Linked DNA regions of Mus musculus: region 1 is linked to region 2. A link is a contact called in public ChIA-PET data. All regions are on one chromosome and are shown on one strand. Each heading gives the region's core, a stretch centred on a gene start, on an enhancer-like site or on the middle of the called end of the contact. The rest is flanking DNA. Distances are from core to core; before and after follow the strand shown. Region 1 overlaps Ptpn14 (protein tyrosine phosphatase, non-receptor type 14). Region 2 holds the start of Smyd2 (SET and MYND domain containing 2).

What was found. ChIA-PET counts read pairs in DNA pulled down with a chosen protein or histone mark.
Region 1: an RNA polymerase II ChIA-PET map of memory CD8 T cells shows a contact between it and region 2, with 124 read pairs. The contact joins the enhancer-like site here to the promoter of Smyd2 in region 2. A contact is called at or near these places in 3 of 39 promoter capture datasets (embryonic stem cells, liver and stem cell-derived epiblast-like cells), 11 of 484 Hi-C or Micro-C datasets (CD4 T cells, the N1E-115 cell line, Th1 cells and 5 more), 8 of 115 datasets of contacts at active chromatin or transcription factors (CD8 T cells, the SCID.adh cell line, effector CD8 T cells and 3 more) and 3 of 9 other capture datasets (adipose tissue, embryonic stem cells and liver).

Annotation. Positions count from the first base shown.
Region 1 is chr1:189,865,073-189,871,198 of GRCm38.p6, forward strand. Ptpn14 (protein tyrosine phosphatase, non-receptor type 14) reads left to right here. Exons shown (of 19, transcript NM_008976.2): 18 at 300-463; 19 at 4,855-6,126. The coding sequence ends at 4,983. Among named protein-coding and RNA genes, the nearest start is that of Gm26574, 30 kb to the left of the region's middle. Within about 2 kb of position 2,614, at least 166 of the 459 cell types and tissues checked have an H3K27ac peak or open chromatin away from gene starts, as enhancers often do. A contact at or near this core is called in CD8 T cells, Th1 cells, adipose tissue and 6 more, where this site is marked.
Region 2 is chr1:189,920,431-189,927,213 of GRCm38.p6, forward strand. It overlaps Smyd2 (SET and MYND domain containing 2), which reads right to left and starts at 1,861. Exons shown (of 12, transcript NM_026796.2): 1 at 1,677-1,861. The coding sequence starts at 1,849.

The sequences.
Region 1 (6,126 bases), core at 1,364-3,863, 55 kb before region 2:
CATCTGCTAGGGGGACTTGGGGATTTGCAGAGAGGGAAACAGAATTTAATTTTTTAAAAAGAACTATTTAAAGAACAAGTTCTCCTGTGGACTAATTGACTCCCAGCTGGTCTCTTCTGGCTTCGGGGTGTTGCAGCAGTTACCAGCCAAATGATTAGCGTCTTATAAGAATTGCAAATTATTATGACTGGAAAACAAAAGAGTCACCCTCAGCCCTGGTGCCTCCCCCCCATCCTCCCCCCCTGGACACAAAGACATGTGACACACTTGGGTGACAAGATACACATTTTATCCTGCAGCCTACTTGGAGGAAATCCAGTCAGTCCGACGCCACACCAACAGCGTGCTGGAAGGCATCAGGACCAGGCACCCCCCCATCGTGGTTCACTGCAGCGCGGGTGTGGGAAGGACTGGTGTGGTTATCCTCTCTGAGCTCATGATCTACTGCCTGGAACACAACGAAGTGAGTCGTCCGCCTCCCCCTTGCCACCTTTTGATTGTGTTTGTTTTTATGGGATGGAAAGTGAACTTGGACCTGTGCATGCGTGTGTGGAGGCCACAGTTCAACCTCAGTGGGCTTCCTTTAGGTACCATCGGCGTCTCTCGTCACTAAATAGACACTAGGCTGTCTGGCCAGTGAGCCCCAGGGCTCCTCCTGTTCCACCTCCCAGTGCTGGGATTAAGTCCACACTACCATGTATAGTTACTGCTCACAACTATGGTTCTTTAAAAACTTATCTCAGATCCTCACACTTCTGTGGTGAGCAATTTACCAACTGAACCACATCCCCAGGCCTGCTATACCTTGGTTCTCACCAGAACCATGCTCCTACCAGCTTTGTGGTCGACGCCTCTCCGCTGACCAGTTGTTCCCAGCTGGAGTCCAGAATCTATAGCTTTCCTGTCTCTTACTGCTCACTGCTGTGTGTAGGCTCCTAAATACAAGAAGAAATGAGGGTGTTCTAGAAACATCCAGCAAACCTGACTGCCGTGGGCATTCACTTCCAGAAGCAGGCAGATGAGTTCTGTTGTGGTTGTTTGACATGGCACGTGGCTCTGGCACGTGTAGTTCAATGTGTCCTGCATTTCTGGGATGTGCTTTGGCCCAAATCCTGTGTGTTGATAGATGCATCTCTGTAGGACACGGTTGTTGTCCTTATGGTATTGTTGGTATTCTGTCTGGACTCCACTCCCACAGTTACCTGGCAACAGCCAGGTAGGCCTGGCCCACTATAAAAGGGGCTGCTTGCCCCCTCTTCTGTCTCTTACTCCTGCTTCCCACTTGATTCTCTCTTGCTCCCCATCTCTCCCCACTTCCTTCCACACTCCCCACCCCACGTGGTCATGGCCAGCTTCTACTTCTCTACTCTCTCCCTCTCTCTGCCTTTCTCTGCCTCTACCACCCTCTTAACTCCCCTCTCCATGTCCTGAATAAACCTTATTCTATACTATACTGTCGTGTGGCTGGTCCCTCAGGGGGAAGGGATGCCTCAGCATGGGCCCACCGAGGCACCCCTTCCCTCACACCTCACCACACCCCCATAGAACATACTCTTACACTTCTTTGTCTTTTTATAATCACAGCAGGTATAGTTTTCATCTGGGGGCGTTTGCCCTTGTCTGGCTTGGCAATATATTGTGTATATTGGCAATATATTGTGCTATGTGGGCCAGCATTGGCCATTCGTTGTTTTAATCACATAGGAGTGTGTTATCTCGAGCTGCCATAGACTCTGGAGTTACAGTGAGAGCCATCGACAACAGCTCTGCTTTCATTCACATAAGATTGTGTGCAGGGTGGGGGCAGTGGTTTTGGTTTCTGCTTCTCCGTTTGTGTGTTGGTTTGTTTATGAAAGTTCTAGGGAGCTAACCCAGAACTTCACACCTGTCAGGAAAGTGCCCTCCCTACCACTGAGCTGTACGCCCCCCAGTTCTGGGTGTTTTCTTGTGCTTCTTCGTGGGTCTTGCTATGTAACCCTTACACCAGGTCCCAAACCCTAGGCTGTAAGGTCAATAGAGGGGCATCCTTACCTCTGCTCTATGGAAAGCCAGGCCCAGAGGAGGAAAGCCAGGCCCAGAGCAATCGTGTGATGATGTAGCCGGTCCTGTGTAACTTTAAGCAGCTGTCTGATGGCAGGAAGCAAGCTCTCCTCCTCTGAGGTCACTTCCTGCCTTCACACTGTTTCCCACAAGCTGTTCAGGTTCCAGATCGTGCAGCAGGGAACCCTTGTTCTGTGTAATGGATGCTTCAGTGTGTTAGTACGTGTACTCGTAGACTCAGAGATTTGAAAAGCAGCTTTATTTAACACTGCCCTGTCCTTAGCTCTTTGGAGCCCCATCCACAGCCTCTGGGAAGGCTGGAGATCACGCTGCTCACCGTGCATCAAAGCCAGCCTGGCGCTGAATGGGTGTGAATTGGGGGATGCAGCCAACGGGGATCCGGTGGGCTTCCCCCCCCACTGAGGCTCAGTGCCCCCAGCCCCCGCTGTGGTATGTTTCCTTCAGTACCCAGCTGCATGCCAGCACATTCCTTGCTGGTGTGGGACAGTCCTAAAACAACTTCTGTTCCCATTGATATTCAGCGATAAGGTGACTCACACAGTTCATTTCCTTCCCCCAGCGCCAGCACAGCCAACCTTATCTGTCCAGTTTGTTTCCCAGGGTTGCTGTTGACCAAGGGGCAACCAGACCGGCTGCTCCGCCCCGTGTGTTCTTCAGGCCTGGCTCCTCCCACTCCTGTCTCCCTCTCAGGAGAAGGGCCAACATATTTAGTTTGTTCTTTAAACAAAGACTTTTAACAAATGAATATAAGACCGTTAGGCCTCCTTTCCTCGCATCCCTGCTTAGCCTGCCTTTTCTAATTACTGAGGTGATTTGTGTGTTTTGTATTTTTGGTTTGTGATTCTAGCAGCGTTCATCTTTGTCAACGAAGAAGTGGCTTTTCTTTTTTCCCCACACTTTCCCCCTTTTGTCTCATTTAAAATATATTTTTAATCATGTGGAGATGCTAGGTTAGGCATGTGTGTGAGTACAACGCCCACAGAGGCCAGAGGAAAGTGTCTGCGGCTCTGACGTGTAGTCACCGTGGTTGTGAGCCACCTGATGGGGGCGCCCGGAGCTGGTGGCGAGTGTGGAGTCCTACCTCTTGAGCTGTCTCTTGCCCAACCATGCTCTCGTTCTCATGACTCACAGCAGTTGGTCTTGGGGAGTGAGGGAGATTCCACCGCTGCGAGGTGGTGGCTGTGAGGTCAAGGTTGGTCTCCAGGCTGCTTTGCAGTGTCAGTACTGTATGGCTTTCCCTGCTGTTCATGGTGTGTCAAGGACCATGTCTGCCCTGCCTTGCATAATGCCAGGGGCACTGTGTACCAGTGGTAGTGGGAGGTGGGGATGGGGGTGGGGTGAGGATGGGGTTCTGATAGCTGTGATGTGGGGGGGGGGTGAGGGGGGGATGGTGGGGGGTGAAAATAGGGGTGAGGATGGAGGTAGGGGTGGGGGGTGAGGATGGGGAGTAGGGGTGATGGTAGGCGTGGTGGTGGGGATAAGGAGGGTGGAAGAGGATATGAGAGAAAGAGAAATGGAGGTGGAGGCTGTGGAGGCAGGGAGGGATGGCAGATTGGGAGGCGGTTTTCCCAAGAGATCAGAAGTGTCTTGAGGGCTGAGGAGCTATCCCAGTGGCCATAAGCGCTCACATGTGAGGCGATTCCCAGCGTCCATGAGAAGCTAGGTGTGGACGAGCACACAGAAAGCCAGGGGAGGCACGAGACTCACAGAACACAGATGATTATATGGGGCGGGAAGGGCACGGTCACAGGGCACAGATGATAGCACAGGGCAGGAAGGGCACCGCACCACAGTGCTGGGGCTCTCTGGTGAGAAGCCAACCCAGATGAGAAGCTGCAAGCTTCAGTTCAGTGAGGGACTCTGTCGCAACGGCATAGGGCATCTGATGTCCGCCTCTGAGAATATGCACCCATGTACAATGGTGTGCACTACAAGCACATACCCCATACATGAGTATCCATGCACCACACAAAGGAAATATCTGGACCAGCAAGATGGGTCAGTGGGTAAAGGTACTAGACAGCAAGCTTTACTACCTGAGTTTGGTCCCCAGGACACGCACAAATAAATGTCATAAATTTAAAAAGAAAGAAAGGAAGGAAGGAAGGAAGGAAGGAAGGAAGGAAGAAAGAAAGAAAGAAAGAAAGAAAGAAAGAAAGAAAGGAGAGAGGGGGAAGGAAGGAAGGAAGGAAGGAAGAAAAGAAAAGAAAAGAAAAGAAAAGAAAAGAAAAGAAAAGAAAAGAAAAGAAATAGCTAACTTGAGGGGGTTGAGGCAGGAGCATCATGTGTTTGAAGTCAGCCTAGACTACAGAGTGAGTTCCTCAAAATTTTTCTCAACCTGTATGTAAAGGGAAGGGGATGGAGGGAGGGAAGGAATGGTATTTGGCATTCGCCACAGTCCACTGCTTTGAGAACCTTGCACTGTAAGTGCAAACAGCTTTCAGATTCACTCACACGAGTAAACAAACACGGGTGAACGATACCACACCAGAAACAGGGGTCTCCAACCGTGGCACAGAGCCGATTCCTAAAGCCCTGGAGGGTCAGAACCCTTAGCTCCGCCTCCTTCCTGGTTGTCCGCAGTGGGCAGAGTCTTAGCTCCGCCTCCTTCCTGGTTGTCCACAGTGGGCAGAGTCTTAGCTCCGCCTCCTTCCTGGTTGTCCACAGTGGGCAGAGTCTTAGCTCCGCCTCCTTCTTGGTTGTCCGCCTTGGGCAGAGGTTTCCCCGGCAGGGAGGGGAGATCTCGGGGAGGCATTCTGTCTCAGCCTGTGTGCCCTTTCTGTTCTCTTGCAGAAGGTGGAGGTGCCCACGATGCTGCGATTCCTCAGGGAGCAGAGGATGTTCATGATCCAGACCATTGCGCAGTACAAGTTCGTCTACCAAGTCCTCGTCCAGTTCCTGCAGAATTCCAGGCTCATTTGATCTCCTCCGGGATGCAGCTTCTGGAGGAGGGACGCAGCTCTGTCCTGCAGGGGGCGCCACTTCGACAACATCTGCCTCCCCCAGCCAGAGGTGGATGGCTGGCAGCAGGCAGAAGCCAGAGTTACTCACAAACATCATGTATTATTTTATATAAGATAATTTATTTTTTCCCTCTTTGGAATAAGTTCTGTGAGTTATTATATAATGCTTCCCCCCCATACACACACACAATAATATAGTGCTTCTCATTTGAACCACACGTTGACTGATCTGCAGTGTTAGCCTCCGGGAGGGAAGGTGGTGGCCCCCATGGGACATTTTAGACACAGAGGCATAAAGGGAAAGCATCTCTAGTGAAGTTGCAGGCAAACTGGTAATGCTCCAGTCAAAAGTGGCAAGAGAGAGAAACCATCCTCAGCTGGAAGGGAGAGAGCCAAGGTCCTGGAAAGTGATCCAAACACACTGGGTTCCTGCACCTTGCTGGGTGCTTGCTTTTCTCTCCTGCATTTCTGTCCTCTGTCCTCGCCCTCAGCAATCTTTCTCCGGAAGCCTAGGTGAAGGGTGGGATTGGCTGGAGAGCATGGTGCCTCCAAGGGTGGTGATGCCGTCTTTGGTCAATGGGGGCGCTGCTGTCCTTTCTCTCACCCCTTGTTCTGGCTCAGAAGTCTGATACAGTGATGGGTGGCAGGCTGGGTATCTGCTGCTTTGTCTTGTATACTCACAACACTGTAGTCTGGTGGCCCTGGGCCAGGCGGTCTGCACAGCTCAGCCCTCTGCCTGATTCTGACTGTGAGAAGATAACCCACCAGGGTGGGAATGGAGTTGGGTGTGGCCTCGGTGTGGCCTCTTAGCTACACAATGTTGCGTGTGGTGGATGGTGACGTAGAAGATGAAGTTCAGGTACATTCCATCTTCCTATCTGTTCCTAAGTTGTTAGAAGGGTCTTAAGGAAACTCACATTGGGGAGCTGTCAGGCACTTAGTAGGGCCCTGCCCGGGAGGTACACACCTGTGTCCAACTCACTGTGTGCTGCTTGGTTTTAGGCTGTAGCTGATGAGGGCTGAGTTGGTTCCTCTTAGAGCTTCCTTGTTGTCCTGAGGCAGAGTTCCTGGGTGATCTTGAGTTTGCTGTGTAGAGGATGGC
Region 2 (6,783 bases), core at 611-3,110:
TCTTAGAACGATCTAGCAAAACTAACCAGATTTTACGGCAACCACGGGATGCGGTACGAAGATTTCTCTAGGTGCACGGATCTTGTGAGTTTTATTTCTTGGGCAATATTTTAGTTGAGTTCCAAGTTCTGACTGTTACATAAGCCAAACAGAAGAGATTGGTTGACAATGGAATGGCAGCCTGGGGGGCCCAGGAGAGGGAACTGAGGCAAAATTAGTGACATTAACAAATGTCAAGGGGAGTGGGGGGTTAGCTGTCACAAATGACAGGATTCCTGAGGCTGGGTGATTTGTAAGGGTACTTCTGGAAGCTTGTGTGTCTTTGTACAATCAGGACACTCCCAACAGGAGAGAAGCACGCCTCAGCTGTCAACGCAGATATTTAATTTCAGGAGGAGAGAACTGGCCACGAGTCCCTACTACGCACTCCGCAAGGCCCACGCCTCTCACCGCACACCAAGCGCCAGGACCCCTGACGGAGGCCCCCTCTGTGCTGGGTGACCCGCTTTGCTCCTTTACTGCAGACACCCACACTGCTGCAGACTCCCAGCCACAGCGAGGCTCAGAAGATCAAGGGACCAGTTGCAGCAGCCTTTTTAACTTTGGGAAAACCCAATGCTCACTTCACTCAAACGTCGCAAAGTGGTGCCATGACCCTTTAGCTCTTGGCTCGCCAATTCAAAGAGGCACATCACATACAGCCCTTCCGCTGCCCACGGCACGCTTCTGCGTCTAGTTCCTTTCCAGGTCCCCCCCAGCGGAAGACAGTTCTGGCAGGGAGTCCGGCCGAGATTACTCTAATATGCAACCTTTGTCCATTCTTTTGTTGTCTTATTGTAGAACGAGGCGCACGAGTCTGGGAGGCTGAGAGCTTCGTGGAGTGCAGGACTGGGGGCAGCCCGCAAGAGGTACCTGCAGAACCCCAGGTTAGCTTAATCTAGCCCACCATCTCCACTTCAAAGGTGATGACACTGACCTTCAAAGCAAGTCAGGCAGGGTTCCTTCCTCAGGCATCCACAGATGGCCTGGGACAGGCTCAACTCCAAAGCCAGACCCCCTACCTCAGCAAACTTAGGAAGCAAGGAAGTGGGTGGGCGGGACGTGTCAGTCCTGACAGGCCAGGCTCCAGCCCCTAATTAGTGCCTTGTGTATACACAGCTACCCTTCCTCTCTGGGCTTTAGTGTCCCAACAGTAAAATGATCTCTTCTCGGCCTTTAAGATAAAGTGTGTCTGTAAAATGAAGACACAGGGTGGGATGGGGGAATCCCAACGCACCTTCCTGATCCGCAACTACCTTAAGGCTTAGCATGTGGCCGTGGATACAGCATCTACACACTCAGGACATGTATGAAGTAGTACAATCAAATATTCTCCCAACAAACTGTGTCCCCTCATCCCAATCCACGGAGCCCAGTCTCATAGGCGTGTCTGTTCCATAGCTTCCCTCCTCCAGAATGACCGGAAGCGTCCCTGGCTGATCGGGTCATCACTCCCTAGGGGGTGGGGGAGCCGCCCATCTCAGGACAGCTCGGGAGGCCTCGGGACCACAGAGAACCTAAGCTAGAACGGACACGCGTGGGGCGGCGCAGGTCCGGCTGCGGGGCAGGCCGTGGCTCAGCGGACGCGGCGCACGTGGCTCCGCGTGGCCCCTCCCGCCCGCACGGTCCCCGCGTACCTGGCGAAGCAGCACTCGCAGTGGTGGCCCCGCTCGCCCACGGTGAGCACGCAGGCGTAGGCCGGGCAGGAGAAGAGGAGGTCGCCCACGTGGAAGGGCCGCAGCGCGCGGAGCCCCCGGCCCTTGCCCGCACTGCAGAAGCGCTCCAGGCCGCCGCGGGCCTCGGCGCGCATGCTGGCGGCGCTGCGGCTGCGCGCTGCGGGGCACGCGCGTCACGGGAGGGAGGGAGGGAGCGAAGGCAGGTCTGCCGCGGCCGCCGGCCTTCAAGGAACTCGGCGCTCTGCTCGGGGCGGGTGCTGTGCCCTGGCCGCGCCCCGGAGCGCGGGGCGGGAGGGCGGTGCGCAGGGCGCGCGCACGGGAGTCCGCCTGCACCCGCCAGGCTGCGCTGCCCGGTGAGGAAGGCTGGAGTCCCAAGCCACCCAGGCCACCACCCGCTGTGCCCGCAGACAGCGTCCCCACTAAGATCCCGGGTGGTGGAGCAGGGAATGAATGAGTGTGGTTTGCAGTTGAGCTGTGCGTGCTAAAAAACACAGTTCTCACCTCCCAGGGAACTTAGAGAGAGTTCATTCTGGAGCCAATAGGAGGGGTCATGGCCAGGTTTGGGTTACCCCAAAGTCTACGTTCCAACGTTGTAACAATTTGATTAAAAAAAATTCCATAATAACAGAAAAAGAAAGTCATAAATCAAGACGTCAAAAATATGTCGGTGGGACCCCCCAGGTAGGCTGGCTGCAGAAGGGAGGGAACCTCAGCTACAGGCCTCAGATGCAATCTGACTGCACTCTCAATGTATGGCTTGATTATGTTCCAGGCGGTTTTACCTGTTATTCACGAGCTGGTAGGTTAGACACAGGATAGGCAACGGGTAGCTATTAAGGGAACTGGAGAGGGCCCAAGGAAAACTGCCAATAAGCTCCAGACATTGCAGCCTCTCCGCAAAGGTTGAAGTTCAAGTCGGTTAATTAGCTTTGCAGAAAGAGGGTCAGTGCCAGCTGCAGGTTTGTTTTTTTTTTCTCTCCAGCTTTCGTTCACAGGGCAAATCATAGAATGGGGGATTTGGAACCCGTGAATAAAATTTCTTTAGTGATAATATGAATAAGCCTTCCTCCAAGGAAAGGGCACCGTGGGTATGGGTTCTTTGGCCCATTTTTATTTTTTATTATTACCCTTTTTTTTTGTAAGTATGAGTGCATGTGTGCGAGCATACCCCTGTATGTGTGCTGGAAACATGTGTAGAGGTCAGAGGGCAACTTGCAGGAGTGGGTTCTCACCTTTTACCACATGGGGCCTGTGTCTGATTTGTCTGTCAGGTTTGGTGGTAGGTGCCTTTATACTCTGAACTATCTTGTAGGTCCATGTATCCATTTTAGTAACCATGGACATCACTGGACTATAAACTTGGACAAAGTGTAGGCCTGGATCCTTCAATTCCACGTAATAATAACCCTTCATTACTGGGTACCATTGAGCTAATGTGCTTATTTAACACATCTTGCTTACCTTAAAATAGGTGTAAGATTTGGGAAACCCTCTTCCATACCCTACTCACCTGTGACAAGCAACATTCTCAGGTAGGTTTGTGCCTAGAGCCCACTCTGCCGTCTGCTGGAAGCATTTTCTCAAATCTTGAGACTTTCTAAAGATGCCCACCTATGTAGATCTGCAGCGTGTTTTTTTGGATTCATTTTGGCTTGCTTTTTAGCATTCTGATTTGCGGAAGGATATCTTAGCAGTACAAAGAAGAAAAGACATAGAAATAAACAAACAACATGTTTGTAAACTCAGTACATGGTTTACTCTTCCAAGAACTCACTGCAGAGTTTGAGAAATGTGTTCCATTACACACACACACACACACACACACACACACACACACACACACACCTTTCTCCTACTGCGTGTTTTGTTTTGAGACGGGCTGGCCTCAACCTCCCTAAGTACCAGAGAATGACCTTGGGTTTTGAATCCTCCTGCCTCTGTCTCCCTAGTGATGGTATTACAGATATGCAGCACCACACCCAGTCCCCCGGGGCACTGGGGACTCAATCCAGGGCATCTCAGGGCAGAGGTTGAGTGTTACCGGAGAACACTGGAAAACAAGCAGCTTCATTTCAGAAAAGTCGGGATGAATTCGAATGACTGGAGCCGGGGCAGTGAGGCAATAGCTGTAAAGTTAGGAGCCTCCCGTAATGATAAAACCCGTGCTTAAAATAAATGGTCAAGGCGCGGCTCCCAGCCAGCCGGGGCAGACCGATGACAGCACCCTCCATGCATCTCATGCTTGCCGCTCTGCCACTCAGCGGTCTCACATTCCATGAAGGAAGCTGTCTGGCTGCCAGGGCCCGCCTGTGTACCAGCTCCTCTCCCGCTTGTCCCATGATTTGGGAAAAATCGGTGTTAGAAAGATTTGGGATGGCTTCGCCTCGCGTTGAAATACGGGCAAGGCACAGGATGAAGGCCCCCTCTGCTTAACCGCCTAAAAGATCATCTAATCCATTTGTAACGCATCCTTCCAGCTGCAGATTAACACGTGGAAGAAACAGCTCTGGGCTCGGAAATAAAGCCCTGGCAGAGGGGCCAGCAGGGAACACGCCCCGGCCCTCTGTTGTTCCTCTATATGTACTTTATCTGCTGCGCATGTGCAGAGGAGATCCAGCACTTTGGGGTCCTATAGCCACAGACAGCTGGGGTCTAATCGGGAAGGACCTGGGTAATGCCACTCAAAGATATTATTAGGGCCTCATATCTAGAGCCTGTAAACATTACCTTGTAAGGTTAAGAGGGAGTCTTACCAGTGTATTGAGGACTGGAGCTAGTGTGAGCCCCCGACTCAATTCCATCGCAAAGCCCCTTTCCAGAGAGGCAGAAAGAGATTTGACATGGCTGGAAGAGGAGGCAGCACATGCTGTAAGGACACAGATTGACTTGATGTGGTCTTTTTAAGACTGTCAGTGAGACCTGCCTTTCCTCAGTGCCCCGTTCTGAGCATGGCTTACAACATCCTGAGTTCAGCTCAGGGATGCTATGTCCACATGTCTGGCCTACTGTCCCATCTGTGGTCACTTGTTACAGAAGCCACAGGAAAGCAATATAAAGCACAAAACAATACGGAGTTCCATGGAAGACAATCAGCAAAGCCCTGATTGCAAATTCAGTGCGTAGGAGAGCATTAGACACTCAGGGAATAATCTTACTTAAGAAGCGTTTACAGAGCTCCCACTGTGTGCTAGTTACACCTGTAAACATCCTCGGTTAGAGGCCAGAAGAGACCAAGAGCAGAAGCTGATTTTACAAAGGGACAAGAATGGGTTCTCTAGCACCCACACGGTGGCTCATAACCACCTCTAACTCCAGCCTCCAGGGGCACAGTGCCCTCCTCTGACACAGCAGACATGTGATACAAATACATGCAGGCGAAGCCCCACTCCCCAACACACAAATAAAAATTGTAAAAATTCTCATTTAATCTCTCTATTGACACATTGTAGATGAAGGCCTAAACTTAAAATTGTGTGTGCAAGGCTGGGCGTGTAGCCCCATCGAACTGTTCTTATTTGACATGTACAAGAGTTTGGCTCTAATCACTGGAAAAATCTAAAAATCACTTTATCTAATCAAAGCGAGTATATTTAGCCTTGAATCCATGCCCTGGGCCACTTCATTGCTGTTTCTCAGTGAACCTGAGCCCCTAACCCTAGGCCAGCAATGTTTGTGTCTAGATTAGTGCACTACCCGCCTCAATAGCCCTTCCTTGTCTCTCACATCAGCCCAGAGCTCTGCTCTCTGGAAAGATGGCTCAGCAATTGAGTGCTTGCTGTCTTCCCACAGGGCCTGAGTTCAGTTCCCAGCACCCACATCAGGCTGTTTACAACTGCCTGTATCTACAGCTCCAGGGGATCCAGTGGCTTCTTCTATTCTCTGTGGATGCTTGCACTCATCTGGCAGATAGACAGGCACACACACACACACACACACACACACACACACACTCACCCCAAAGTCAAATAAGTCTTTAAAAATCAAACGAAAAGCTGAGCGTGGTGACACATGTATTCAGTCTCACTGCTCACTGAGGCCAGCCTGGTGGTGGTGTGAATTAACGCCTAGATTTATTATACCATAACCAAACATAAAATAAACTCTTCTAATTAAGCAAATCTAAGAAGAACACAAAGACATCAGTATCACTATTGATCGTAATATATAGGCAGTTGCCTATAGTTATAAAGAAAGTTCCAATCAATGGATAGAAGTGTTTTCGTGATCCCAGAGCTATATCTGTAGATGTCAGCTTGGAATGTTTGTGGATTCGAAGGGCCAAAGCCCTCACCCCCTGTGCTCTGCTATCTTGCTGGCAAGCAAGGATGCAGCCATGAACGGAAATAGCCTTTGCTTCTGTGCTTAACTGCAGTGAGAGCCGAGTCCCCTCATGCATAATTCACAACGCGACACCTAAGCCCAGCTGCATTGCAGCATTTCTGTCAGGTGCTCTTACCCATAGAAGAAGCTATTCACGTAGGATTGTCTGTGTGTCTGTCTGTGGAAGGGGGGATAGAAGCCAGATCAAGAGTGCAGTGTACACAAAACTCTCTGATTCTTTTGCTTCTTTTTTTATTTCTTTTTTCTTTCTTTCTTCCTTCCTTTCTTCCTTCCTTCCTTCTTTCCTTCCTTCCTTCCTTCCTTCCTTTCTTTCTTTCTTTTTTTTTTTTTTTGTTTTTTCGAGACAGGGTTTCTCTTTATGCCCTGGCTGTCCTGGAACTCACTTTGTAGACCAGGTTGGCCTTGAACTCAGAAATCCACCTGCCTCTGCCTCCAAGTGCTGGGGCTAAAGGTGTGCGCCACCACTGCCCGGCACTTCTTTTATTTCTTTACTATGTATGTGTGTGTGTACGTATGTTTGTATATGTGTGTGTGTATATGTCTGTGTATGTGTGTCTGTATGTCTCTGTGTGTGTATGTCTGTGCATGTGTCTCTGTGTGTGTATGTCTGTGTCTGTGTGTCTGTGTGCACAAGCACGTACCATGGCACATGGGAAGGTCAGAGGAAAACCTGCACGAGTCTATTTTCTCCTCCCACTTTGTGGGTGGCTCCTGGTGGATCAAACTC